2 separate regions of the Mus musculus genome follow, and region 2 is linked to region 1. The links are chromatin contacts, called in public Micro-C maps. All regions are on one chromosome and are shown on one strand. Each heading gives the region's core, a stretch centred on a gene start, on an enhancer-like site or on the middle of the called end of the contact. The rest is flanking DNA. Distances are from core to core; before and after follow the strand shown.

What was found. A called contact is a pair of places that touch in the nucleus more often than the background predicts.
Region 2: a contact with region 1 is called in a Micro-C map of muscle stem cells, with 4 times the contacts expected there. The contact joins the promoter of Wdr70 here to the enhancer-like site in region 1. A contact is called at or near these places in 2 of 39 promoter capture datasets (both in the 3T3-L1 cell line), 2 of 484 Hi-C or Micro-C datasets (liver and muscle stem cells) and 3 of 9 other capture datasets (adipose tissue, liver and pancreatic islet).

The regions. Positions count from the first base shown.
Region 1 is chr15:7,873,870-7,880,778 of GRCm38.p6, forward strand. The region is part of intron 17 of Wdr70 (WD repeat domain 70); the gene reads right to left. Among named protein-coding and RNA genes, the nearest start is that of Gdnf, 62 kb to the left of the region's middle. Within about 2 kb of position 4,137, at least 70 of the 459 cell types and tissues checked have an H3K27ac peak or open chromatin away from gene starts, as enhancers often do. A contact at or near this core is called in muscle stem cells, where this site is marked.
Region 2 is chr15:8,096,991-8,103,180 of GRCm38.p6, forward strand. Wdr70 (WD repeat domain 70) reads right to left here and starts at 2,219. Exons shown (of 18, transcript NM_001081402.1): 1 at 2,129-2,219; 2 at 1,966-2,031. The coding sequence starts at 2,153.

The sequences.
Region 1 (6,909 bases), core at 2,887-5,386:
GCAGGCTCCATGACATTCCCATTTCTCCATTCAAAAAAAAAAAAAAAAACCCAGGAGAATGGCAAACGGTCATAGTGTAGCTCCCCTTAGCTCAAGCTCCCTCCGCCCCTACAACTCTCTGGAGCCAAGGCTTGCCCCTTACCAATCCAATCGGTTCACCTCCTAATTACTTCAAGGCACTACTAATTACTTTATGGCATCTACACACAGGTCTAACATTTCAAAAAACAGCTACGGACTTTCATAGACCCCAGTTACTAGAAAGCAGGGCCATGGGCTTTCAAATGTGCCACAGCCAAGCAAGCAATTTGGTGTTTGCTCTTTTACCTTCCAGCAAAGATGCTGGTCCCTGAACAAATCCACAGAGAAACAAATGTGTAAGCTTAAAAGAGCCTTTGAAATAAATATTTAACTTCTAAGGGTGTGTGTGTGTGTGTGTGTGTGTGTGTGTGTGAGAGAGAGAGAGAGAGAGAGAGAGATCTAAGGCTATCTGGCTATATTTCACAAGTCAACTGTAACGAGACATAAGTACTGAGATGCAGCAGTGAGCCCCTGGAGATATATTATTAAATGAAACTGCTATGGCGGACCCCAGACAGAACACCTAGAGCTGCTTCACTGCAGGGCTTGCTTTGACATAGTCCACCACTCCCAAAAGTACTTGAAGAAGGAAGGCTGGTGGCTAACCTGGCAGGGCACAGAAAAACAGCAGGCAGAGAGTCATGCTGTAAAGAAGCAGGAGTCAATGCTCTTGTGGACAGAGATTGAAGTATGGGTTACACACGTGTGTATTTCTGCCAAAACTTGAGACGGCTGCACTTTACACTTTACTGTATGTAAACTCTGTCTCAATAAAGTTGATGAGTGAACATAATCAAAACAGAGCAAAGCATAAGGCGGCTCAGCACCAAAGGATGATGGGATGTACAACAACATGAAACTTGGCACTGGAAGCTGAGAAGACAGCTCTATGGGTAAAACTGCTTACTGCAAAAACATGAGGTCTAAGTTCAAATCCTCAGCACCATGTACGAGCTGGACACAAGTATGCAGATGCTACAACTCAAGTGCCTGGCAAGTAGAGGGATGGGGTGCAGATACAGGAGGGTGGCTGGGATTGCTGACTGTTAGTCAAGTTCTAGGTTCAGTGCCAGACTCAGTGTCAAGGTAACAAGGCAGAGAATGGTATAACAGGACACCTGACAGTTTCTAGCCTCCAAACATATACCTGCACACCTGCACAAATGAACATGCCTGTGCATGCACATACATACATACATACATACATACACACTCACACACTCACAAAACATAGAAGTAGGAAGGGAATTTGTTGGTAAGAAGGGTTCAGAGAGAACTAGGGGAGAAGAGAGGTGACAGGGATGAAGATAACCAAAATACAGTATATACGCATAAGATGTTATCAAATAATAAACTAAAATATTTTTTAAATATTTTGTTAGATTCATCAAATGTATCAAAATGCTAGAAAATATCCTAAGTGCTTACTCTGAAGCCCTCCAGTTTCCTCACTGGACAGTGGACCCAGTGGTCACATCCAAACCCTCCACCCTGTTCATAGAGTGGGAAGCAGAGAAAACAGCAGGACTCTGCAATGAGGTAGATGCATAAGACCACGGCTCCTTAACTGGAGGCGTGACTAGCTCCAGCTAGGAGGAGGTATTTCTCCTCTGGAGAAGCTGTAGGAAACTACTATGACAAGGCAGCCCGGGCTTTGCTCTCGGGCCATCTTTAAGGAGTGCCCTTTCTTCTGGAGAGTGCACCATAGAGAGTGCTGGGAAGTGGAAGGCCCAGCTCACAGAAACAGCCCATTCTGCCCCAAACCAAAACTCTAAAAGAATAGTTTAGAACCTTTAATAAGAAAGAGCTCTTTGTTTTTTTGCTATATAAAGACGAGGTCCTTTAAAATCTTTTTTCCCCAGGTAGCTCTCGGAATATCTATCTCCTAATGAATGTGCTTTGCAAGGACAAACACAGCAAGACAACCTGGCTTTCAACCTCGCAGCTTTCTTCCAAGCAACTGTTGCCTGAATCCGTTTCCACAGTTATTCTTTTTAAAAACTTTGTAACTCCACACATGAGAATGATCTTAACAATTCAATTCAGGTCTATCTTGGGGCATTTTAAACAGTTTTTTTTTTCCAGTCACCGCTTGACCAAGACAATGAAGAACAGGGGCGATTGTGCAATCACACAGTTAAGAATAGAACGAGCAGAGTTCTTCTCTAGGGAATGGCCTAATTTTCCCTTAGCACACGAAAGCACTATAAAAATAAATCAACAATGACAAAGAAGAGTGATGTGAACATGCAGACAGACAAAGTGTTGATGCATTTGAAAACAACTTAAAGCTGGTCTAGAAACCCCACTTTGGAGCCAGGAGGGGACGAACAGCAACAATACCTCCTTTAGGCCTGTTAAGTGTGGATTCTTTTCTGAGCTGCTTACACAAATGGAATCAGTACACTGCTCTTAGCACAGTCTCCATCCTGTATGTCCACGAGAGACAGTGTGGCGAGCCAAACCACATGGACAATGAAAACCCAGCAGCAATTCTGAGCTACATACGTACATGACACAGAGTGCAAGAGAGACATTCTTCAAGAAAGCATTTACCATCATTCCTTATCTTACACTTGCTTATTTTAAAAAGATGTGTGTGTGTGTTTTCCCTGTATGCGTATCTGTACACTATGTGCATGCGTGGTGGCTGTAGATGCCAGGAGAGGACATTGAATGCTCTGGAACTAGGGTTCTAAGTAGTTGTAAGCTACCATATGACCTGTAGGAATTGATCCTGGGTCCTCTGGAAGAGCAACCAATGCTCTTAACCTCTGAGCCATCTTTGTGGTCCCTTATTCTCTAATTATTAGTAGGCAGTTCCTTGAACTTACAGCCTCAAGACAGCTTCATCTCCCTTGCCCTAACTGAGAACAGATAAAGGCAATGGCTTAAAAGAAAGGGAGATGACTCTGTAATCCAGCAGATTCATAGGGATGCCGCAGTTTCAAAGGAGAACCTGTTTGGTGAGTACTTTACTCAAAGCAACTTCACCCAGTTCTGCCACTGCCTAATAGTGGCCATTTTTATGTGTTAACCATACAGAGGCTGATGTGGAACTTACATCTTCCAGTTTAATGAACTCTTTTGAGTAAGAATTTTTCATCTGATTAAATTTGGTAACAGCTCACTGGATTATTAAGGACAGTTAAGTTTTAGTATAATGACTGTTGTCAACCTCTAAATAGACTATTCAAAGGAATGCTTTTTTGGGCTTTGTCTTGCTCTGTCATGTTTCCAGTATATCCTGCATTTCTTACATGTAAATATGATTTCATGAAGCTAATACAGGAGCTTATGCAAATGTCTACCAAATCTACAAGGTGTAATTTGGTGATGCTTTGTGCTAATTTTTCAAAAAAAATTAGTCTAAAACTTTTCTATCACTTATTTTTGAAATTATAATATAATTACATCATGTACCCTTCCCATTTCCTCCCATAATGCCCTTCAATATACTCTTCCTTGTTCTCTTTTACATTTACGGTCTCCTTTTTCATTAGTTCTTATTATATGCATATATGTACATGTATATGCTTCTATATATCATCTGCTCAGGTTACTCTTCTATGTTTTCAGGGCTGACCACTAGGTATTGGATAGCCATTTCTGGATAGCCAGTGGTGTGCTCTTCTCTGGGGAAGACATTTCTCCTGCTCTCAGCATTCCTGAGTTGGCTGAAGTTCTTTTTGGGAGTTAGTATACAAAGGCTTTCCCCGAAGCATCTACATGGTACGCATCACTACACTCAATTCTTAGTCGTCTCCTGCCCTGTGACCCGGCTCCCTTCTCTCTTTCCCCCAGAGTAGCCTTCCTCCCTGCTTTCGTGGCTCGCTGACTCTATCACTCCCTTTGGTACTTTAAAAGAAATTCTCCAGATTATTTGTACAATGTGAGTCATGGCAAGTGCGCGCTCCAGCACAATGACAGGAATCCAAGGAAAGTGAGTGCCCTTCAGGGTTTCCAGCCAGAGCAGCCAGTGAGAGCAAACCCATCCCCACCCACCGCAGTCTTCTAAAGGGTATTTAGAGTGCACTGTCTGTGTCAGAGACTCAAAGTGTCAAGGGGACTTCTATTTTCTTCTGACTAAGCCCTAATCTATGCCTCTGCAACTCCTTCTAACACTCAAAGCAGAGTGAAGTCATCAGTGTTTTCGGCTGCGATGCAAAGTCCGCGCACGGGTCACAGTCTCTCTAATTACGGGTGTGCTTCTGCTGTGATTCACCTAAGATGCAGAAAGCAAGCTCGTGGGTGATGGGAAGAATATGAGGGGAAATCACTTGCAATATTTAATCATGAGGATGTGAGCACAGACCACGAGGTCTCTTGGCTCGGGGCCCGTTGTTTATTATGAACGAAAACCTCAAAGCCAAAGCCAATAATAGCCATGACTCGACAATCTGACACACTTGTTAACCCCGTTAACATGAATCCAGCCTGGCTGAACTCTGACCCAATCATCACAATTGCAGAATTATTGTGATTAAACAAAAGGATTGACCAAAAAGATTCAGCTTGAAATGGCTGCTTCTATCTGTGAGTACCTAACCAAAAAATAAAATAAAAAATTTAAAACACTGGGCATGTGTAAGAAGCTTCCAGATAAAGCAGTAGATGCCTTAGATAAAGAATCTTCTTCAGAGAGTGCAGACATAGCATTTGAGAAATAAACACTTCTTGAAGTCATAGAGTGCAGCACGCTATGTTTGAGAATTCAGCAACTAGAAAAAAGAACAAGTGTGAGATGTGGGTGAACAAATGTGAAATGTGGTATGGAACACAAGAATGAAGGACCCAGAAGAGTCCTGTAATGTCTCCACTAGCTCTTTTACTATTAAGTGGTACACAGGAAAGAAGACTGAGACTTGAAAACAGTAAGCGGAGGCGGGCCAGGTTCCCCGAGATCTTTCTGATGTCTCAGGTACACATTTCTAAGGACCGGTACTCGGGTGTGGCTGGATCCTACCCTCCTACCGTGTGGATACGGTGAACCGTGAACCGGCTCAGTAAGGCAAGCCCTGCCCTTAGCAGGCTGTAGCAGAACTGGAAGTACACTCAGGACTTCTGACTCTTAGTCTAGGGTTCCCTCTGCTAAGCCATGCTGGCTCACACAGACATCTCAGCATCCCAGTAGCTACTATTAGCTGCCCATGAGGAGAAACAAGCACAGGGCATAGAAGGCAGCCTCTCTGTACACAGTCCTAAGTCGGCCACCTGCTACCTGTGGGGCACTGGTCAAATTACACATTTCCGTTCCGTCATCTACAAGGTGGGGACAGGAATACTGTCTACCTCGTGGGTGATGAGGATTGTTATGCTAACACATACTAAGCTTTCTAGCAAGTCCATCACGGTGTTAGTACAGAAGAAGTGCCACGACTGTTTACATAACACGTTAGATAACAGGGTTCCTCGCCTCAGATGATTGACACCTTTTCTAAAGTCCTAGGTATAACATACTGAGCATAAGAATTCATGTGTTAAGTACAACATTGCAACATGCTATGTTCTCAAATCCTGGGGAGATTCTTTTTCTATGGAAATGATTTGCTATGAGTCTTTTATAAATGAAGCTGTCTGGCCTTTAAGCATGAAGTTTCTTAATGAGAAATAGTTTCTGATTCTGAGTAATTATGTTATTTCCAAGCATTTGTGTGCAAAATCATCACTTTAGGCACTTCTTAGAATGTAGATTCTCAGACGAAATCTCTCAGGGTCTATTAGTCTGGAGTGGACCTAGAAATTCATTCACATTTCAGTCCTCTCCCCAGTACCCACCCCCCAGCTGCCTACACGACAGGCAGTTCACAAAACTAGTCTATGAAACTGTCCTCCACAAAGCAACATGGCAGATAGTGACGATCAGCTAATATTAAATATTAGCTAATATTTGAAGATACTTAGTGCGTGGGGGAGGGGGAAGATATTTTTCTCTCTTTCCTCGTCTACAATGACTGCTTTTAATTTGGCTTATGAACTCAATATGACTTTTAATAGGCTCTTTATAGGTGGGGACGATATACATACACACACAACACATCTTAGACACATCCTCACATCTTGTATTTCAAAAGATATGCACAGTGAAGCTAAAGTGACTGAACCGGCAATAATGGCAGCCATGGTTGACAGAGCTGTCATCCTGGCAGGCTGCTGGCCGGGCTCCGAGCTCACACACACATCTATCCTGTCTGATGTGTAAGCTAATAGCATTCTGGATCTGCATCCTGCCCCCTCCCCAGCCAGCTCTCTCCCTCCCCCCAGCAGCATCTCTGAACAAGAAACTGTAACTGAATCTGCCCGTGTGCGGCTGAACAAGAGTCCTCTGTAATCCTGCTGTGTTTGAACACTTTCATGGCTATTACACTGCCAGTGTCACACTGGGGTTTCGATCCTCAAGTGACTCCTGTAAAGCATCCAGGCATCATCGGCACTCTGGAGAATATAGGTGAGTATATGCTGTGCGTAGCACGAACACTTACGGAATGTCTTTCTGACGACCTGCTTTTCCCTGTTCAAGCGAGACACAGTAAATACACCTTCACTTCATCACTGACAGAAGTCAATTGCAGTGGAGAAAAACAACCAGACACACGTTCTCAGTTACCGTGACCTTTAGGAAAAGATCCTTTTAAATATTAGCTTCCCTTCACATGCTTTGCCACTTGGCAGTAAGCAGTATCCTGCAGCAGGTGAACATAGGATCCCAGCTAACACACTACAGGCCACAGATGGGCAATGCCTTCAACTGAGTTAGCAGGCAACAAATCTAAGGCAACAAGAACGGGTGGGAGGGATGAATGGGAAGAAAACGCAGCAGAAAGGCGG
Region 2 (6,190 bases), core at 969-3,468, 220 kb after region 1:
AGGTTATCTTTTAATTGGTCTATTAATGAGCTATGATAAATATACATGAGAGCTAAAAAAAAGAAAAAAATTCCACCTACTAACATAATCACAGACTATCCATCCCTCCTACTCTTGAATAAGGTATCCATGGGTTTTTGTTTGTTTTCCAATTTTTTAGTTTTTTTCTAAATAGCAACAAAAAGACAGTATCTAACCAGGTGCATACTACACGGTAAAATCCCAGAACCAAGGAGCTAAGAGGAAAAAGGGTCAGAAGCACACGGTCATCCTCAGCTTACATACAAAGTCTAAGGCAAGCCTGAGCTGTGTCAGGTCCTGTTTTAACTAAGAAATAAAAATAAATAACAAAAAATAAGTAAAGACAGTCTAACTACATAGTCCAGGCTAGCTTCAAACTTGAAACCTGCCTCAGCCACTCAATTAGATTCTTGTATCAAGTTATTAAAGTTTTTAATAACTCTCTCAACAAACAAAAAATAAAATTTAAGTGATACAAGATCTCTGGACACTAAAATAAATCAAGTTCTAACAGTGCAGCTTAGTAATGGGACAGGTAGTTAGCATGCAGGAAGCCCTGTTGAGTCCTCCTACTACCAAAAATTAAATCATGTTTTGGAGGCCGGGCATGGTGGCGCATGCCTTTAATCCCAGCACTTGGGAGGCAGAGACAGGAGGATTTCTGAGTTCGAGGCCAGCCTAGTCTACAAAGTGAGTTCCAAGACGGCCAGGGCTATACAGAGAAACCCTGTCTCAAAAAAAAAATCATGTTTTGGAAGAATATAATACATGAAAATCGCAAAATACTGTCTTAAAAAGCAATGTTTACTCATAAATATGATATTAAATTTTAATATGCACCAGGAGATCTAAAAAAAAAAAAAAACAGATTTGACTTCCTTTTCTTCGTGATTCTCCTAATTTTCTGAAGTCAAAAACAGGAGTTGGAGAGATGATTCACAAGTTAAGAACACTTGTTGCTCTTGCAAAGGACATGTTTAGTTCCCAGGGCCCACAAGGTGGCTCACAACCATCTGTAACTCTAGTTCCATGGGACCCAGTGACCTCTTCTGGCCCCCATAGGTACTGCAGGCAAATGGTGCACAGACATAGAGGCAAAACAACCGCTCAGAAATATAACTATATATACATTTATCTTTTAAAAAAATAAATCCACCGGGTGGTGGTAGCTCAAGCCTTTAATCCAGGCAACCGGGAGACCGAAGCAAGCAGATCTTTACGGGTTCGATGCCAGCCTGGTCTACAGGGTGATATCCAGGACAGCCAGGACTGTTACACAAACACACACACACACACACACACACACACAAAACCTGTCTAGAAAAAAACAAAAAACAAACAAACAAACAAAAGAGGAGAATGAATAGGAAGAAGAGGAAAAGAGGAGGTGGAAGAGGGAAGGAAAAAGAAGAAAAGAAGGGAGAAAAGAAAGAAAAAAAGTAAATACTGTAACTACCCTTTTATCGACTAATTACCTAGAAGAAGCTAAGTAGATGAATAAATGAAACAATGAATGAATGAGAACTAGGTACATCAGAGAGACATTTGTTCCCAAAACAAATTACAGGTCAATTTCCATTTGATTTTTCTAGCACTGATACTATTAACAGATGATTATGTCTTTTGAGACTGTTTTTTCTTTTAAATCACCTAATAATGTGACAAGACCAGGGTATACATTAAGACTGAAGAGGAAGAAACGCTATATCCACCAAAATGTTATTTAATGGTCGCCACTAAATGTCTTTCTCAGACTGGGTCACCATAGTAATCCCTTTCCGTCAAGGTTTCCAACTGTCACCTGAACTGGTCTCAACAGTTTAAATGGGACCGATTCGGATTTGGCACGGCGGAAGGCGCCGGTCAAAAGTGGCAGCTCTCCTACCCTTTACTCGCAAGCCCCGGGCGAAGTCGGGCTGGGCTCTGCCCCGGGCAGTCACTCACCGAATCCTGTGAAGCCCATGGTGACCGCCAGCTGAGGGTCGGGTCCCGCCGTGTCTGCGCCTGTCACTGGAGCAAGAAACAAAGGACAGACCGGCCGTCAGCCCGGCGCTCCAGTGCCCAGCACGGCCCTCCACCCCGGCTGGCCCGCCTAACCCACACCCACCTTCGCTGGTTCCCGAGTGCTCCATGACTGCCCGAGCCCACCGCCTCCGTGGATGCAGCAGCGCGCGACTCCCGGCAAGCCCGACGGAAGTGTCGTCACCGAGACCGCGTCGCCAAGAGCGGCCCGGCTGCGTGGGTAGGCAGGCTTTCGGACTCTCGCCCCCTAGCGGTGCGGAGGGAATGCGCTGACAAGCCACGAGGAGGTCTAGTTTGGGAGTTCCCTAAAACCTTTCGGTGGTTTCAGATGCGTTCTCAAGCAAAGTCCTGGCACGTTTCTAAGGAAATCAACAGAATCTTGTTATTTGCATGCTACTTTTATCTATATTCGTAATGTACTTGACGTACATGATGAAACTTCCACTGCTGCCCATCTTCTCAGTATGCTTGAAGAAACCACTATCTAGTTATAAAGATGCCAGAAAACTGAAGAGTTGTTAGGAATGTTTAAAGCGCTTGCCCTCAGTCTCCACTCTCTAGGCTAGCCTTGTTTACTAAGGGTTCCAAATGTTACATGTTACATAACTACTGTGTTTCCAATTTATTTTAGTTTCTTTACAACTCTGTTCCTATTCTTAATGACACATCATTTAATATACTTTTAAAGTCTAAAACAAATACTTGGTTGAATTTTTCTTTTGTCAGAGTCTCTCATTTTGTAATCCATGCCTGGCCCAGAACTCAGAGACCCATCTAGATTCCTCTGCCTCCCAAGCTTTTAAAGATGTGTGCTACCAAGCCAAGTGAAAATACTTCATTTTCACATGCACTCAATGATTGTGGACGTGGTATAAACATGCCTTACTGTGCAACCTGCAGACCTATTCTTCTACTATGTGGTTCTGGGGGTGGACCTCAAGTCACAAGCTTAGCAGAAAAGACAATTTCCTACTGAGCCTTGTAGTCCACTCAAGAATGAAAATTCTTTGATAAAATTACTCCTGAGCCCCAATATTAGACTCCTGTCTCTGTCTATGGTTCATTGATAATGATTATCTAATGCTTCCATTGTCCTTAGAGTAAAAGAAAAATTTATTAGTACAAAGAAGCTGTAGATCTGTGGTTGCTTAGCATAGACAAGGCTAAGGGTCTGTATTGGATCTCCACCACAAAAAAATACAAATTTAATAAAAGGTTAGCCTGACTTCCAAAACCTTTCTATTCCAATCTTGTCATTTTCAACATTCCCATTTAGTGCAGGGAGCGGCCTCAGAACACATAGTCCTGAATGCTTTAACTCTTCACCAAGTCATTGATCCAACCAGCTCATCTCCAACTATCAAATTAAATCTCTCCTGCTTTTGAAAGCATCTGTAGAACTTTGTAGGCCTCCAACTAAATAAGGCCCACCTACCATGTGATACCCTAGTCTGTCTTCATAATATAATGGCTGGGCAGGCACTCTTGAGTGGTTATTAAATGAATTAATAAGAAGAAATGGTTGTGAAGGCAAGTTACTTTTCCTATGCACAAGATGTATATAATTTGTAGCAAGGAAGTTTGGGTTTGCCTCAAGAGATTACTAGTGACAAATTACCCTGAACTTCAACCAGTAAGGCTAATTTATTTTGCCTACTCTCAAATATGTTATTATTGGTGCTAATATTTCTTTTCTGAGCATAAATAAGCAGCCATTAGATACTGGAGTAGAACTTTATGAATGATATTATGTATCCATAACCTTTAAGCTCATAAGTAATAGTTTCAGCTCCTCAATTGTCAAGGAGAAGAAATTTTGAGATTCATGATATATTAAACTTTAAACTGAAAAGCACTAGAGAAAATGAAAAAAAAATAGCTATTCCATCACCCCATTAGAATTGGTATTTATCACCATAAACATCATTTTAAAAAGACACTCTGCTATCAATCAATGATGACAACAATGCAGCTTCCACATTAAACTATTTCTGTTGAGTATGCGTGAAACAACTTCATAAACATAACTGTAAAGTGTAATGGAAGATTTTTATTTCTCTTGAAGAAAATGAATTTATTCATTAATCAAAACAGGAAGCCACTCAATCAATGATTCCCAGTGCAATCTGCAGACTGTTTAAGAGTGCCCATATGATCAAGACTCTTTGGCAAATAATCTAAGATACCAGTTGGGGATTTCTTCACTATATTGATTATATTGACTGTTGAAGCAAAAGCAATGGCGTACTAAAATAGGGCACATTAGAATATTAGTTTTTCTGAATGATTCATCAATTGGGGAGGGCCAGACAGTAAGCCATTTAAGTCTCTACTGGACAAAAAGGAGCAAGGAGCCATAGCAAAGAAAACAATTGACTGGTGGAAAGTCCTTAGAGGTTAAATCACAGAACTTTTGGAATGTCTCTCTGTATTAAGGGAATTTATTGTAATGACTTAGTCTGTGCGCTAACTAATCCAGCGATGGGCAGCTGTGAATGGAACATCCAAGAATCTAGGAGTTGCTCAGTCACACGAGGCTAGTTGTTTCAACTGGTCTTCTGAATCGTGGTGCAGCTGGAATCCTCAAGAAGTATATTCCAACAGATGTGCTAGCAAGTCAGTGCAAGCAGCCTAAGAAGACTGAGTCTTCCCTCATCCAATGTCCTTATGTAGGTCTCTAGCAGAAAGTGTGGCCCAGATTAAAAGTGTGTACCACCACGCCTAGATTTGTAACTTGCTTAGTCCCAGGCTGGCCAAGATCTGCTTGCCTCAGTCTCCTGGGATAAAAGGCGTGTACTACCTTGCCTGGGCCTAAGCTTTTCATGGCCACTATGTCTTACACGCGTTCTCACGACCGGCCAGGAAGAACACAACAAACCAGAATCTTCTGCGGCAAAACTTTATTGCTTACATCTTCAGGAGCCAGAGTGCAAACCCCAAGCCCCCCATTGCTTACATCTTTAGGAGCCAGAGCGCCAGAGCGCCAGAGCGAGAGCTCTATTGTTTACATCTTTAGGAGCAAGAGAGCAAGCCCCCAAAGCCCCCCATTGCTTACATCTTTAAGAGCCAGAGTGCCAGAGCTTCAGAGCGCCAGAGCGAGAGCTCTATTGTTTACATCTTTAGGAGCAAGAGAGCAAGCCCCAAGCCCAAAAGTGAAAGCGAAACCCCGTCCCTCTTAAGGAGAGTTATCCTTCGCCTAGGACGTATCACTCCCTGATTGGCTGCAGCCCATGGCCGAGTTGTAGTCACGGGGAAGGCAGAGCACATGGGGTGGAGAACTACCTTTGGCACATGCGCAGATTATTTGTTTACCACTTAGAACACAGCTGTCAGCGCCATCTTGTAAAGGCGAATGTGGGGGCGGCTTCCCACAACTATGCCTCAATATCTCCATGTCAAGATCTAGGTCAGAAGCCTGTGTCTTCCTTCCTCAAGATCTGGATCACAGATGTGCCCTCCACTTTTGGATTGGAGTTCATTCCAGATGCAGTCAAGTTGACAAGCAGGAATAGCCATCACAGATGGCAATTCCTGACTGGTTAAGGTAAAGTATTCCTTGGGATTCCAGGATGGCTCAGTGGATAAATGTGTTTGTCACTAAGTTAACTACTTGAGTGCAATTCCCAGGCCCATGTGGTGAAAGGCAAAAACCAACTCCCACCTCTGACCTCAACATGCATTATGCCTGGGCATATATGCAATCAGTGCTCCCTGGGACTGGAGTTACCAATAGTTGTAGCATCAATGTTTATACTGGGAACGGTTCCAGCTAGTACTCTTAACCACTGAGCCACTCAAGCCCCAGATTCTTCTCAAAAGAGTAAATAGTCTTTGAAGTTAGTTCTCTGTAGTGGTTTGAATATGCTTGGCCCAGGGAGTGGCACTATTAGGAGGTGTGGCATTGTTGGAGTAGGGTGTGGCCTTGTGGGAGGATGTTGTCACTGTGGGAGTGGGCAATGAGACCCTCCTCCTAATGTGGGAATCAGTCTTGTCCTGTTTGCCTTCTGAACAAGATGTATAATTCTTAACTCCTCCAGTACCACACCTGCCTGGTTGCTGCCATGCTCCCACCTTGATGATAATGAACTGAACCTCTGAACCTGTAAGCCAGCCCCAATTAAGCGTTGTCCTTTCTAAGAGTTGCCTT